Linked DNA regions of Ovis aries: region 2 is linked to region 1. Evidence: chromatin contacts called from public Hi-C data. All regions are on one chromosome and are shown on one strand. Each heading gives the region's core, a stretch centred on a gene start, on an enhancer-like site or on the middle of the called end of the contact. The rest is flanking DNA. Distances are from core to core; before and after follow the strand shown.

Evidence for each region. A called contact is a pair of places that touch in the nucleus more often than the background predicts.
Region 2: a Hi-C map of hypothalamus shows a contact between it and region 1, with 4 times the contacts expected there. The contact joins the promoter of SCD5 here to the enhancer-like site in region 1. A contact is called at or near these places in 2 of 16 Hi-C or Micro-C datasets (hypothalamus and skin fibroblasts).

The regions. Positions count from the first base shown.
Region 1 is chr6:97,965,367-97,972,513 of ARS-UI_Ramb_v3.0, forward strand. No RefSeq gene overlaps it. Among named protein-coding and RNA genes, the nearest start is that of HNRNPDL, 40 kb to the left of the region's middle. Within about 2 kb of position 3,550, at least 9 of the 54 cell types and tissues checked have an H3K27ac peak or open chromatin away from gene starts, as enhancers often do. A contact at or near this core is called in hypothalamus, where this site is marked.
Region 2 is chr6:98,340,851-98,347,997 of ARS-UI_Ramb_v3.0, forward strand. SCD5 (stearoyl-CoA desaturase 5) reads right to left here and starts at 4,023. Exons shown (of 5, transcript NM_001112815.1): 1 at 3,533-4,023. The coding sequence starts at 3,785.

The DNA of each region.
Region 1 (7,147 bases), core at 2,300-4,799:
TGTAACCTTGCTGCTGCTGCTGCTAAGTCGCTTCAGTCATGTCCAGCTCTGTGCGACCTCATAGACAGCAGCCCACCAGCCTCCCCCATCCCTGGGATTCTCCAGGCAAGAACACTGGAGTGGGTTGCCATTTCCTTCTCCAGTGCATGAAAGTGAAAAGTGGAAGTGAAGTCACTCAGTTGTGTCCAACTCCTAGCGACCCCATGGACTGCAGCCCACCAGGCTCCTCCGTCCATGGGATTTTCCAGGCAAGAGTACTGGAGTGGGGTGCCATTGCCTTCTCCGATATGTAACCTTAGTAGTTATTATTTCATTTGGATAGTAAACATTCAAGAAATAAGTGGATTTCTTAAGATTTTTGAGAATCTTATGTTTGAGGTATATAAGATAATGCTTGAAGGAGGCAACTGTTCTCCTAATAAATCAAGAAAAATGATTCTGGAGTAATACTTTTAGTAGGCTTGCAAATAGGAGAGGACAGGGAACATAAAAGGTTTTATGTCAATAGTTTCTATGTTGTAGTAGCTAGTTAAGAAATCTAAGGACTGTGAAGATATTGTTCAGTCGCTCAGTCATGTCCAACTCTGTGACCCCCTGAACTGCAAGCACGCCAGGCTTCCCTGTCCTTCACCATCTCCTGGACTACGCTCAAACTTGTGTCCATTGAGTCAGTAATGCCATCCAACTATCTCATCCTCTGTCGTCCCCTTCTCCTCTTGCCTTCAGTCTTTCCCAGCATCAGGGTCTTTGCAAGATATGTGAAGATATAGAAGAGTTACTACTATAAGTAAATCTTAGAAATGGGAGTAATTTGTGTTAGTAAAGCCACAAATGGTAATTAAAGGATGAACTTCATACAGATTCTGAAAAAGCTTATGAGAAGACAAAAGAAAGGGGATCTCTTAATGAGAGTAGAGAAACAACTGGAAAAGTAGGGGAGGAATGAGAGAAAATTATACACCAGGGACTAGATTAGAAAGAAATGAAAAGGAGAATGCTCAGTTTCTAGCCAGTGGAGAATTAAGCTGGAGAGTGTCTTAGTCCCTCTAGGCTGCTTCAGCAAAGTCACAGAGACTAGGTAGCTTCGAAACAGCAAAACTAGTTTTCACAGTTCTGAAGGCTGGGAAGTCCAAGACCGAGGAGCTGGTGAATTCATCATCTGGGGAGAGCCTGGGTCTTGCTCTGGTGGGCGGGGTCATGCTTAGTAAACCATTAATCCAGTTTTCTGCTGATGGGTGGGGCTGTGCTCCCTCCATGTAGTTGTGCCTGAGGCTGCCCAGTCCTGGTATCAAGCTGCCATATGATACCTCAGTGGTAGAGCTCGGGCTTCCCTTGTGGCTCAGCTGGTAAAGAATCCACCGGCAATGGGGAAGACCTGGGTTCGATCCCTGGTCTGGGTTCGACCTGGAGAAGGGAAGGGCTACCACTCCAGTATTCTGGCCTGGAGAAGTCCATGGGGTCGCAAAGAGTGGGACACAACTGAGCAACTTTCACTTTTCTTTCATGGTAGGGCTAATGGCAACCTCCTCCAAGAGGACTTACGCCAACATACTGTGCCTCCCAGGACGGCTGCTGCCAGCGCCCCTGTCCCCGCAGCAGGCCACTGTTGACCCACACCTCCACAGGAGATTCCTGGACACTCATAGGCAGGTCCGCCTCAGTCTCTTACAGGGTCACAACTCCTTTCCTCTGGGTCCTGGTATGCAAAAGGTTTTGTTTGTGTCCTCCAAGAGTCTCTAGCGGGTATGGAGTTTGATTTTAACCTGATTGCGCCCCCTCCTACTGGCTTGTTGCAGCTTCTCCTTTGTCCTTGGACAGGGGAATATCTTTGTTTGGTGGGTTCTAACATCCTCCTGTTGATGGTGGTTCAGCAGCTCGTTGCGATTTTGGTGTTCTTGCAGGAGAAGATGAGAGACGAGGGGAGAGGCCTGTCCCCTCGCCGCTGGCTGTCTTTGTCGCTGTCACCGCATGTAGAAGGGGTGGAGGAGCTTCTTGGGCCTCATTTATGAGGACACTAATCCCGTTCTTGGCTCCAAAGGCCTCTCTAAGGTCCTGCCTCCAATGCATCACCTTGGGGGTTAAACTTCAATATAAGAATTTGGGGTTGGAAGGGGGAACGCAAGCATTCAGTCTGCGGCTAGAAGCATTTACTATGCATAATAAAAAGGGTACTAGATACCATATTAACACATATACATGGAATCCAGAAAAATGGTACCGATGAACCTATTTGTAAGTCAGGAATAGGGATGCAGACATTGAGAACAGACTTGTAGGCGTGGTGGGGGACAGGGCAGGGTGGGATGAACTGAGGGAGTAGCGTTGACACATATATACTGCCACGTGTGAAATGGACAGCTTGCGGGAAGCTGCTGCATAACACGGGGAGCCCAGCCCAGTGCTCTGTTACAGCCTCGAGGGGCGGGATGAGGGGGTGGGCAGGAACTTCAGGGGGGAGGGGACATGTGTATACCTTATTCACATTGTTGTATGGCAGAAAGCAGCACAATATTGTAAAGCAATTATCCTCCAGTTAAAAAATTTTAAAACGGGTACCAGAAACACGGTAATTTATGGTGAGTAGTTGAGGATAGAAACAGATTAAAAAATTAAGAGAAAACTGAAATATCAGATTCAGTTTGTCAGCGTGGGCTGGGAAGGAAGGGAGTAAAAAAAAGATGAGTAGGATCTTTCTGAGGTCCTAAGGAATGCATTCATAATTAATGTGATGGAAAAGGATCTTAGAAGAACTTGATTTATCAAATAGGCTGGTTCTGAGGAAGAAAAATACCTGGAGAGTGGGGAGTGAGCTAGAAGCTGAGTCTGAGTCAAATCATGATCCTTAGTAACAGGAAAAGGAGAAAAATCTCACCTCTGGAATTTCCAGAAAGAGACAAAGTTACTAAATTTGCTAAGCGTTTTGCCTGCTTCCGTGATAGCTCAGTTGCAGGAGACCCAGGTTCGATTCCTGGGTTGAGAAGATCCCCTGGAGAAGGGATAGGCTGCCCACTCCCGTATTCTGGCCTGGAGAATTCCATGGGGAGAAGTCCATGGGGGTCACAAAAAGTTGGACACAACTGACTGACTTTCCCTTTCCCTTTTGCCTGCAGAGATATCGGGGACAAAGGCCTCTTAAAGCTGTGGCTCTTTTTATTCCTGTTAATCCGGATCTGTTTTGTGTTAGTTGCTCAGTCATATCCAACCCCGTGTACGCTAGCCCACTAGGCTCCTCTGTCCATGGAATTCTCCAGGCAAGAATACTAGAGTGGGTAGCCGTTCCTTTCTCCAGGGCATCTTCCTGACCCAGGGATCAAATCCAGGTCTCCCACTTTGCTGACAGATTCTTTACTATCTGAGCCACGAAGCCCAGTTGTGCTCCCTCCCACAGGAGCACTGGTTTTCAATCTTGGGTCGATAAAGTTGGTTTCTTAGAGAAGCCTCACGCAAAAGGGCTTCTCTAATCAGCACTTCTGGGGTAGCAGGGCTTCCTGTTTGGCCTTCTGCAAGGCTGGCTTGAGTTGCTAAGCTTAACTGGTGACTTTTCACCAAGACAGGTGCAACGGCAGCCTTTGTCCAGCAGATGGTGCTGTTTCTCTGGGGACTAGCAAGTGCGTCCTCCCGAGAAAACAGCAGATGGCGCTAGGAGGTAGCATTAAGAGAGAGAACAGGGGTGTGTGTGTTTGTGTGTGTGTGTGTGTGTGTGCGCGCGCACGGGGAGGTAGCGTTAAGAGAGAAAATGAGTGTGTGTGTGTGTTGGTCAGACAGTCGTGTCCGACTCCTTGAGAGCTCATGGACTATCCCGCCAGGCTCCGTTGTCCATGGGATTCTCCAGGCAAAAATACTGGAGTGGGTGGCCATTCCCTTCTCCAGGGGATCTTCCTGACCCAGGAATCAAACCTGGATCCCCTACATTGCAGGAAAATGATTTACCAACTGAGCTATGATGGTCTGGTGTAGTTGCTAAGTCGTGTCCGGCTCTTGTGATCCTGTGGACTGTAGCCTGCCTGGCTCCTCTGTCCACGGGATTCTCCAGGCAAGAGCACTGGAGTGGATTGCCATTTCCTTCTCCCAAAATAAGTGCATTTATCCTTAAAGCCATGACAGTATTTATCCTTAAATTCATAACATGATATTACAGAAGTCAGAGTAGTTTGGGAAAAAACAGCAGTAATACTGAATGAAATCTAGCCACTAATATTTCTCTTCCTTTTTTCCCTAAGTTACATAAAAAAAAAAAATCAGTGATTTTGGATAACTGTTCTTTCTAGATGCAGTGTTAAAATGAACTTGTTTGGGGTAAAAAAAAACAAACAAACACACAAACCTTGGAGTACAAAGTTGAATGTAGTATGTGCCAGTAGAGTTTGTTATTTCTACCACCTGTGCCCAAATGGTAAACTGCTGTTATCTTCAACCTCATGTTGAAGAATAATTTGTAGTTTTTGCCAAAGCATTGGAGACACTCTAACAGAAGTAAAATTAACTCTGCAGATTTTACCCAAGTTATTCATACAAATATTTATTAAGCATCTGCAGTGTGCTGTAAGGGGATAAAGTCCATCCCTACTTTCAGGGTACATCCATTTTTTAAAAAGTTTAATTAATTGATGTTTGGCTGTTCTGGGTCTTCGTTGCTTGCAGAGGGTTTTCTCTAGTTTCGGTAAGCAGCGGCTACTCTAGTTGAGGTGTGCAGGCTTCTCATTGCGGTGGCTTCTCTTGTGGAGAACAGGCTCTAGGCTACACAGGCTTCACTAGTTACAGCTCCTGGGCTCTAGGTGCCTGGGCTCAGCAGTTGTGGGCTTTACTGTCCAGAGTCATGTGGGATCTTCCCTGATCAGGGATGGAACCGGTGTCCCCTGCATTACAAGGCAGATTCTTAACCACTGGACCACCAGGGAAGCCTCAGTATGTTCATTTTTGGAGGAATCAGTCAATAAACAATACATGATAGAAAATTATAAGACATGAGCAAGTGCCCTGAAGAGAAAATAGTGCACAGTGGCTCTTTATAAGGAGGATGATAAGAAGGTAACATCTAATCTGAACATGAAAGACTAGACAAGTAAGGAGCTGGAAGGAAGACTATCCCATGAAGATGGAATAGCATGTCGTAAATATCTAGGGCAAAGCTTGGCTTATTTCAAAAATTGAGCGCAGGCCAGTGGCTGGATGGCATCAGAGAAGTGGGTAGAGCTAAATCGTCAGGCCTTGGTACTACAATAAGGAGTGGGGTTGTTTTCTGCAGGTGGTGGGAAGCTCCCAGAGAATTTTAAATGGGAGATGGCATGACCTGAGTTACATTTTTAAGGGAATTCTCTGTGGGATGGAGAATGGATCGTAGGTGGGCAAGAGTGGACGCAGGAAAACCAATTAGATGTATCAGAGTTGAATGCCAAGGCAAAAGCCGCTTTAGGTGTTTTATTCAGAGAGGGATTTAAAACACAGAGCGAGACATTTGTGAAATCAGTGGGAAGGACTAGAGGAGGGGGAGTGGCGGGTGGTACTGCTGGATTACAGGGTGGAAGGAAACCCACAGTAGTTGAGTCCAGAGTTTGAGACTCCTGCCACCACTGACATTGCTGCTCAGGGCTGGCCAGACACTGGAACACCAAGTTAGCCTGTTACAGCTTCTTCCAAACACTGGTAATTTGCCACCTTGCTTACCAACAGCAATACCAATAGGAAGGTTGCCTCTCAGTCTTGCTTCTCTTTATTAACTTTGTGCTAGTACATTTAATGGACAGTATCTAATTCTAACCTAGAGCTCCTACACATTAGGGTGTCTGGGACATGTTTTTAGGTTTATAATGTCTCCAGTTTGTGAATAAAATGGTGCTTGAGAGACAATTTGCTAGATCTAAGACAAGATTATTGCAGTAATACAGGTCAAGGATGGTGGTGGCTTGGCTTAGGATGGCAGAAGTGGAAATAGATGGAAGTGGACACATTGAGAGTGTGTTTTAGAGGCATCAATGATAGCACTTGTTTATTGATTGGATTTGGAAGAAAAACTTTTCTATTTTTTAGCTTGAGGAGTTGTAGCATGTAAAGTGTGAAATGCCAGTGTAGACATGACCAGCAAGCAGTTGAAATTAAGCCTAGAACTGAGGGCCTTGCCTTGGCTGGAAATCAGATTAATGAGTTCATTCTGAAGATGCTATCAAAACCTAAGTCATTTATCCTTTAAAAATATAACATGTAAGAAGAATGTTGATAGAAAGTCTAGACCAAACCCTTGGGCTCTAACGTTACAGATCAAGCTAAGGGGAGAAGTCAGAAAAGGAGCTGGAAAAGGATTGAGCACGGAGGAAGGAAAGTCAGGGAGTGACTTGTGAGCCAAATGAAGAAGAGAGTGCTCAGACGTGTCAAGTGCTGGTCAGCAAGTCAGTTGAGAACAGCAGTGGTGCTAGGATTAGGCAGATGCAGTCTCAGGGGAGTAGTAGGAATAAAAATAAGATGAATTTAGGGACTTCCCTGGTGGTCCAGTGGTTAAGAATCTGCCTCCCAATGCAGGGGACGCAGGTTCAATCCCAGGTTGGGGAACTAAGGTCCCACATGCCAAGGGGCAGCTAAGCCCACGTGCTGCAGTGAAGGCCCCACACAGCAAAAATAAATAATTTTTTTCTTTTAAAGTAAGATTAGTTTAAGCTGAAGAGAGAATATGAGGTCTAAAGACTTAACAACTTTGTGGATCTTTTCAAAGAACAAACTTTGGGGTATTTTAATTCTCTGTTTTATCTTCACTCTAATCTTCATTATTTCCTTTCTTCTGCTTGTATTGAGTTTAGTTTGCTCTTCTTTTTCTAGTTCCTTAAAGTGAATAGTTAGGTTACTGCTTTGAGATCTTTCTTTCTTTTTTTTTTTTAAATGCAGTCATTTATAGCTGTGAATTTCCCTCTGCATACTGCTTTCACTGTATCCTGTAGGTTTGGGTTATCTTGTGTTTTCATTTTCATTTGTCTCAAAGTGTTTTCTAGTTTCCCTTGTGATTTCTCCTTTGACTTATTGATCCTTTAAGAGTGTGGTGTTGAATTTCCACACAGTTGTGAATTGTCTAAATTTCCTTCTGTTACTGATGTCTTATTTCATTCCATTGTACTTGGAGAACTCGGTATGGTTTTGATCTTTTAAAATTCATCAAGACTTG
Region 2 (7,147 bases), core at 2,773-5,272, 380 kb after region 1:
TCTTGAGAGTCCTGTGGACTGCAAGGAGATCAAACCAGCCAATCCTAAAGGAAATAAACCCCGAATATTCATTGGAAGAACTGATGCCGAAGCTGAAGTTCCAACACTTTGGCCACCTAATGCGAAGAGCCAACTCATTGGAAAAGACCCTGATGCTGAGAAAGATTGAAGGCAGGAGGAGAAGGGGGCAGCAGAGGATGAGATGGTTGGATGGCATCACCGACTCAATGGACATGAATTTGAGCAAACTCTGGGAGATGGTGGAGGACAGAAGAGCCTGGAGTGCTGCAATCCATGGGGTCGCAAAGAATTGGACACGACTTAGCAACTGAACAACAACAAGAACTGCAAGATGCAAAGGAGCAGGGAAGATGACTTGTTTCGCATGCCTGATCCTCTCATTGAAGTAGTCATGATGTCACCAAGGCATATTTAGGGGACTCGAATGACTTTCAAGGGAAACCAGCAAAGTTCCTCATGTTTCTGGAGACCAATGGCCAGAATGCCTAGACACAGAGCAAAGCTTGCTGGGAAAAAGCACTAGGACTTTGGCCTTGAATCATGACCACTGCACCTCACTCCCTTATTCTACTCATCTGGGGAGACAGGGCATGAACTAACTGCCCCTTTGGTCAAAAATCCTCAAAGCAGGCCCATTTGTGAGCTCGAACCTTCAGGTGAAGATTTTTCCTTCAGTTGGAATTCATATTCTGCCCTTGAAACTCATAAACTCATCCCTTAGGACCTGTGGGCACCAAGAGCGTTCCATTCTGACAGCCTGCCCACTCAGAAAACTGTAAGGATAAGAAGAGTAAACAACTTGCTCTGGCCCCAAGGAGAGTCATAAAAAGGCGGGGGATGAGGCAATGGAGGAGGTTTGGACTGAACAACTTGATGAGATCTTTCATGGATGACATTTCACCGCCAAGCAAATTACTCTCCGCACACTGCACACCTAACACATCCTTTGCTGGGTACGCTGCATGGATGCCTCCTGTTTCCAGGGCAACCATACCTGGGGTGGAGGGTGGCAAGCAATGGATGGGCTGGCTAAGCCTTATTGCCTTGACAACCCAGGTCCCTGAAGTGGATGAACAACCCACTGGTGCATGAGCTCAGCCCTAACACTAGACAGAGCCAGTGGGAGTGAGGATGGAAAAGGCATCCAGTGGGGAGAAATCTGTAGCTCAAGGCACAAGGGTTTTCAACAAAAATAATCCTGATCAACAGTCCTCCAGGAGACCTTTAACCATCAGCACACTGATCTTGGCTGTCTCTCTCCCTCACTTCTTCTCTCACAAGATATCCATCAGATAACATTCACTTATTTGGAATGTTTCTAAGTCACAAGTTTGGATCTTGAAGCTACAACATCCACCATTGTCTGTTCTTTTTGGGGGGCAGAGGGGAGGGAGCAGGGGTGGGAAGGGCAATTAAGCCCAGGTGGGGACAGAATCAAAATTCAGGGAATGGAACTGAAAGCAGAAGACTCTGCAGGGAGGCAGAAGGATGGGCCTGGCAGCATCACCCATAAGGTGGATCCCAGACTCCTGCAGTGTGTTGACTTCTCCAGGGAGCCGGAGGAGTCTGGGGCCAGGATGCCATCTTCGGGCCAAGGTCTTTCAGAACAAAGATTCTGCCTCCACCACCATGAGTGGCCGGGAAAGGGCAGAGGTGACTTGGCAAACCTGGAGAGGAGGCCTTGTCCTTGTGGCTCCTGGGGGAAGGCCAAAACCAGGGGGTGGGTGGCTGTAATGGTGGAGTCTGTGGGCCTGTGGAGCTCCGGGCATGTAAGACAATATTTTAAGTGCTCACTTCTCCCTGAGCTCTCTTTGACACTGCAGCTATTAAGACTAAGCCCTAATCTCCTGGTGCCAGGAGGGCTCTGAAGTCCAAAGGCACAGTCCTGCCCCTGGTGGGGGAGGGACGGGGAGAGGAGGGGTGCAGAGGGAGCCGCTCTAGGGGATACAGGGCAATAAGAGCTTTGGTTGGCTGGTGGAGGAAGTGTGTCTAGGAAGCAATGGCTGAGCATCTTACAATCTAATCATCTAGAGGTAAAGGAAGAAGGAAGATAGGAGAATGAAACCAATACATAACAAAAAAGATGGAGAAAAGGACACTGAATTGAGGAAGTGTATTGACTTTTGGAGAGGTTACTCAAAGCTTTCAGGGGACTTTCGAAGGCTTCACAGATTCCCAAAGACCCCTGCCCCTCCCAACATTCCTCAACCCTGCTCAGCCACACACCCTCCCCAAGAGGCACCCACCCATCTTCTGGAAGGGTCTGCTTGCAAGAGCACAGACTACAGAGTTTCAAGGGAAAGCTTAAAACCGACTGGCCCCATTCTGCACCCAGGCACTTGGAGCTGGCACTATGCCAAGTCGGAAGCTTTGCGGAAAGAGGTCTTCATATTTTCTTCCTTCCTCTTCCCCTCTGGAAATAGAAGGTTATGTTTCTCCTGCTCCCCTGTTCCTTTCAGGAGACCTGAAAGGGCTTTTCGAATTACTTCACCAGATTCTCAACCCAGGATACCAAAGCCCTCGAGCCTTTTTGTCCCGGCTAAGGTGGCCACTATAGTGACTGAGGCCAAAACCGGTTACTAGGGAAGGGGGTTTGGAAGCGGTTCTGAGTCAGCCACTGGAGTCACGCAGGGCAGGCTCTGAAGCCCCCATCCCCCGGCCCCAGGAGCTGGGGAGGGGTTAGAGGGGCAGTGGGCTCTGGGGTTCCCTCCCATGCTGGGAGGGGTGGGGGTGCTAGGAAAGTGGGTGGCGCGAGGGAGCGCTACAGGTGACCGACTGGCACCTGGTCGTAAGGGGACAGGCCTGGAAGGGTCTGCACAGCCACCTCGGAGCTTTGTGCTGGGCCAGAGCTCGCCGAGAAACTTCTGGGACCGGAAAACTGCAACTGGGCACAAGAGATCCCGGAGAGGGCAGGGACAGGGGCCTTACAGGCGCAGGAAGTGAACTGGCTTCTTCCATCTCCTGCGCGAAAATCAGCGCTGAACCTACGCCTGTGGTCTCTCCAACCCCCGCTACATCTCCCTTTCTAGCCCTTCACTCGGCCTCTAGGTCCGTGGCCCACGGAGGAGACTGAGACGCTGAAAGGCGGCCGATAGGAGCGCCCCTGGGACGCGCAGGGGCTACACAGTCACCACGTTGGTCTCCCCGCCCTGGAGCCCGGGCTTGGCATCCCCCTTCGCGCGCCTCTGCGCCGCAGGACCCCGAGTCCCTCTCGCTCTCCATCCAGGGGTCGCCAAAGGAGCCTACTCAAGGAGACAGCGGAGGGGGCAGAAGTTGAAAATATCTGGATAGAAATACCTTCCCGTCCCAAAGGCCGGACAACTACAGGCCTGGGAGCGGGGGGCGGCGGGGAGGAGCGGGGGGGAGCAGGAGAGAAGGCGAACCGAGAGCCGCGGGGGCTCCACACGGCCCGCAGCCAGAGGCGACCCGCGATCTCGCGCGCCCCGGCGCCGCCGGCCTCACCGCGCCTCAGTGCCCGGGGGCGCAGGGGGGCGCGGGCAGGACTACTCACCCCAGAGCAGAGTGAGCGGCTGGGCTTTGGGGATGAGCACCAGGGAGTACACGGCCGCCAAGTGGAGCAGGCTCATCAGGAACACGTTCCTCCAGACGATGTCCTGCCGGTGCCCGCGCGCGCCGGGCCTCTCCCGGCCGCCGCCGCCGCCGCCGCCGCCGCCCTCCGAGCCCTCGACCCCGACCCCCGCACGGATCTCCTCCTTGGCGCTGCGGAAGGGGACCTTCTCCGCGTCCACGGCCGGGCCTGGCATGGCTGGGGAGACCTGGGCGCCCGCGGCAGTGGCAGCGAGCCGGCGATCTCCGGGGCGCGGAGCTCTCCGGTGGGGGCGGCGGCTTCTGCCTTCTTTTGAGGGGATTGGGTGGGGGGGATCTCCGGCACCTCCTGTCCCCGCCTTCCCGGCCCTTCTCTGCTTCCTTCTCGCTTCTTCAGGCGTTCAGCGTGGCCTAAGGATGCCAATCTTGGTGCCCGGCATCTGTTGCTGGCGCATCACCCGCTCGGCTGCCGGAGAAGAACTCGGCGGCGGCGAGAAGAGGGGGCGAGCGCGCGGGGAGGGAGGGGGCGCCGGGGGGAGGGGAGGGGGTGTGGAAAGAGCCGAGAGCGCGGCGGGGGAGGGACTGCTCGGAGGGAGCGGGGAAGAAAGACCTGCATAGCTACAGCCAATCAGGGTCGCCCTTGCGGCTCTTAAAGAGAAAGGAGCCCCCTTGGCCTCGGCTGCCCGGGCTCCCCGGGGCCGGACGGGGCAGTCCGCAGGGCAGTGGGCAGCCTCCGCCGGGGGCGGGGTGCGGGGGAGTGGGTCGAGGGGGCTGTGGCTGCAAGGTCAGGGAGCCCGCAGAGCCTCCACACCACTTGTGCGCTGCTGAGGTGGTTTCTCCAGTTCCCCGAAATACCTTTCCCTATTGAAAAAGACTTCTTTTTCCCCCCCATCTTTGAAGCTACAGGCTGGAGAATTTGCAATCTTGTTCCCAAATCGCAGCGCAAGTTAAGGCCAGATCTGGGATGACGATCAGAAGTTCCTGTGTCTCCCGGCTCCTATGGCTCTGGGGCCTGTGTGGAGGGGATGGAGGCAGCCGCTCGCTCAGTTCTTATTTGAACAACTGCAGCCAGGCACACAGTAGGTGCTCAGACAGCGCCTGTCAGATGATAAATGATCAAGGGGCCGATTAGTGTCCAGTCGGGCCCGGCCCACTTGCGCAGCGCCTCAGCCTCGCAGCTGTTCGTGGCAAATTCTCCTCTAGCCAGTCGGCTTCTGGACTGTCTTAGCCTTGAAGTCAGCCCCCGTTGAGAATGGGGCTTTAGGAAAAAAAAAAAAAAAAATCACGCAGAACGTTCCAAGGCAAATGAACCTAAGAAAAAAATCTTGTCTGCTCATTCCCCCTAAGGCAGATAATTTAGAGCTCCTCGGAGAGCACCCTGATGGCACAGGAGTGCAGAGAAGGGGCAGCTGGCTGTGCCCAGAACAGCCGTGGCTGCACCTGCAGTGAGCAGAAGGAGACAGGCCCAGGTATGGAAGCCAGGGGCCCTGAATGCTAATTCTTACTCACTGTGACCCAACTCTGTCCCCTAGGGACGAATTTCCTTGTTGTTGTTCAGTTGCTCCGTCATGTCCCACTCTTTTTTCGACCCCATGGACACCAGGCTCATCTGTCCTCCATTATCTGCTGGAGTTTACTCAAATTCATGTCCATTGAGTCAATGATGCTATCTAACCATCTAATCTTTGCTCTTCTTTCCAGCTGGCGAATTCTACAAATGTGAGTTTGAAAGGACACTATTATGCTGACAAAGCTGACTTAGGGATCAGCCATTGTTAGTAATTCTTTGCAGCATTCTGTGGAACATGCTGCGCACTCAGTCATGTCCGACTCTTGGTGACCCCACGGACTGTAGCCCCCCAGGTTCCTCTGTCCATGGGATTCCCCAGGCAAGAATACTGGAGTGGGTTGCCATTTCCTTCTCTAGGGGACCTTCCCGACCCAGGGATCAAACCTGTGTCTCTTGCATCCCCTGCATTGGCAGGCAGAACCATTACCACCACCTGGGAAGCCCTCTCGAATTGTCTGAGACAGAAAAAACAATTACCCAGAATTGATTACTTGAAAGGGCCACACATGAGTGTCTTGTTGTTAGCAGACCTGAATCAGTCCAATCAGCCAGAAGAAAATAATGTATAATTTAAAACTGACCCAAGATATGTGACTTGTGGAATGGGGGCCACTGAGTGAGTGTTAGGGTGTTGCTTCAGACAAAGCTGAAATTATAGAATGAAAGGATGCTTGCCAGGCCATCAGATAAATGTCAGCACTGTTGTTAGACCAGTGAGACAGCAGAACACGAAACGTCTGTGTGCGTGCTAAGCTGCCTCAGTCGCGTCTGATTCTTGGCGACCCACCAGGCTCTTCTGTGCATGGGATCCTCCAGGCAAGAATAGACCCGTGAGACAAAAGAACCTGAAACTTGAGGGTGTCAGTTTCATCAACCTGCTCAACTTTGGTTTCATACTGAACCACTTCTCACGTTCCCTCTGCTCCCCGCAAACCCCAGACCCACATACTCCCTGTGGCTCTCTATTCAGCCTGTCCTTTATCTCAGGGTGGACTAGTTGCTCTGTCAAAAGCCTCTCCCTGGGTTATCATGATGACTCACCCCACCATCACTCTAACCAGTCAGTCATTGGTTGGGCATGTATTAGGTACCTGCTAGGTGCTAGAACGGATGGATGCTGAGGATATGAGGATGGATAAGATGTGGTCCCTGCCCTAAAGGAACTCTCCATTTAGGAGAGAAGACAGATTAAACAAATGTTACCTCTTGGCTATGAACTGGGAAGGGCAGCAAGGTCCAGTCCATTATCTGAAAAAAAAAAAGTTTCAGGCATCGCGTGGATTTGGGTTGGCCAAAAACTTCATTCGGGTTTTTATAAGACTTTCTGGAAAACCCTGAATGAACTTTTTGCCCAATCCAATACCTACAAAGAGTCTGGGTGAGGGGTGGCCAAATCATTCCTCATGTGGCCTCAGAGACCCTTATCTGTTAGTTAAACTACTCTAGCTTGAATCTGGCTTAAGTGAGCATCTTCCTGTCGTCCTGCCCACAGGTCAGACTGGGTACTGCCAACCACTTCAGCTGGTTGAACTCAGGATAGGGAGGGGGATGTTTTTATGTTTTGGAGATGGGAGGAAGTGCTCTTCATGCCCTTCAGATAATACTTACAAAAGAGGGGTGACAGAAAACAGCCCCTCCAGGTCTAGCCTCAGAGTGAAACCTCTACAGAAACAAGGTGTTATCCTATTGCTAATAATGAACATCCCCTGTAGTATGTTACACCATCAGGACTACTGTCTCTTTTCTCCATCTTGCCAAAGACCCTAGTATGTTTTCATAGCTTCTGGTCAAGACCCTAGAAGCGGATGTGTGATCATCTCATTCACGGAACAGTAACCTTTCTATTCTGTCGAACAAATCATTACCAAAAATGTGGTATGTGCAGGATAAAGTGGGGGCATGATGAAGGAGTAGTTAGTTCACACTAGAGAGGAGGAGGTTTGTGGTAACTGGGAGTGGTTTTCTTTTTTTGGAACTTGATTTAAAAAAAAATTTCACTGTGGTAAAGTA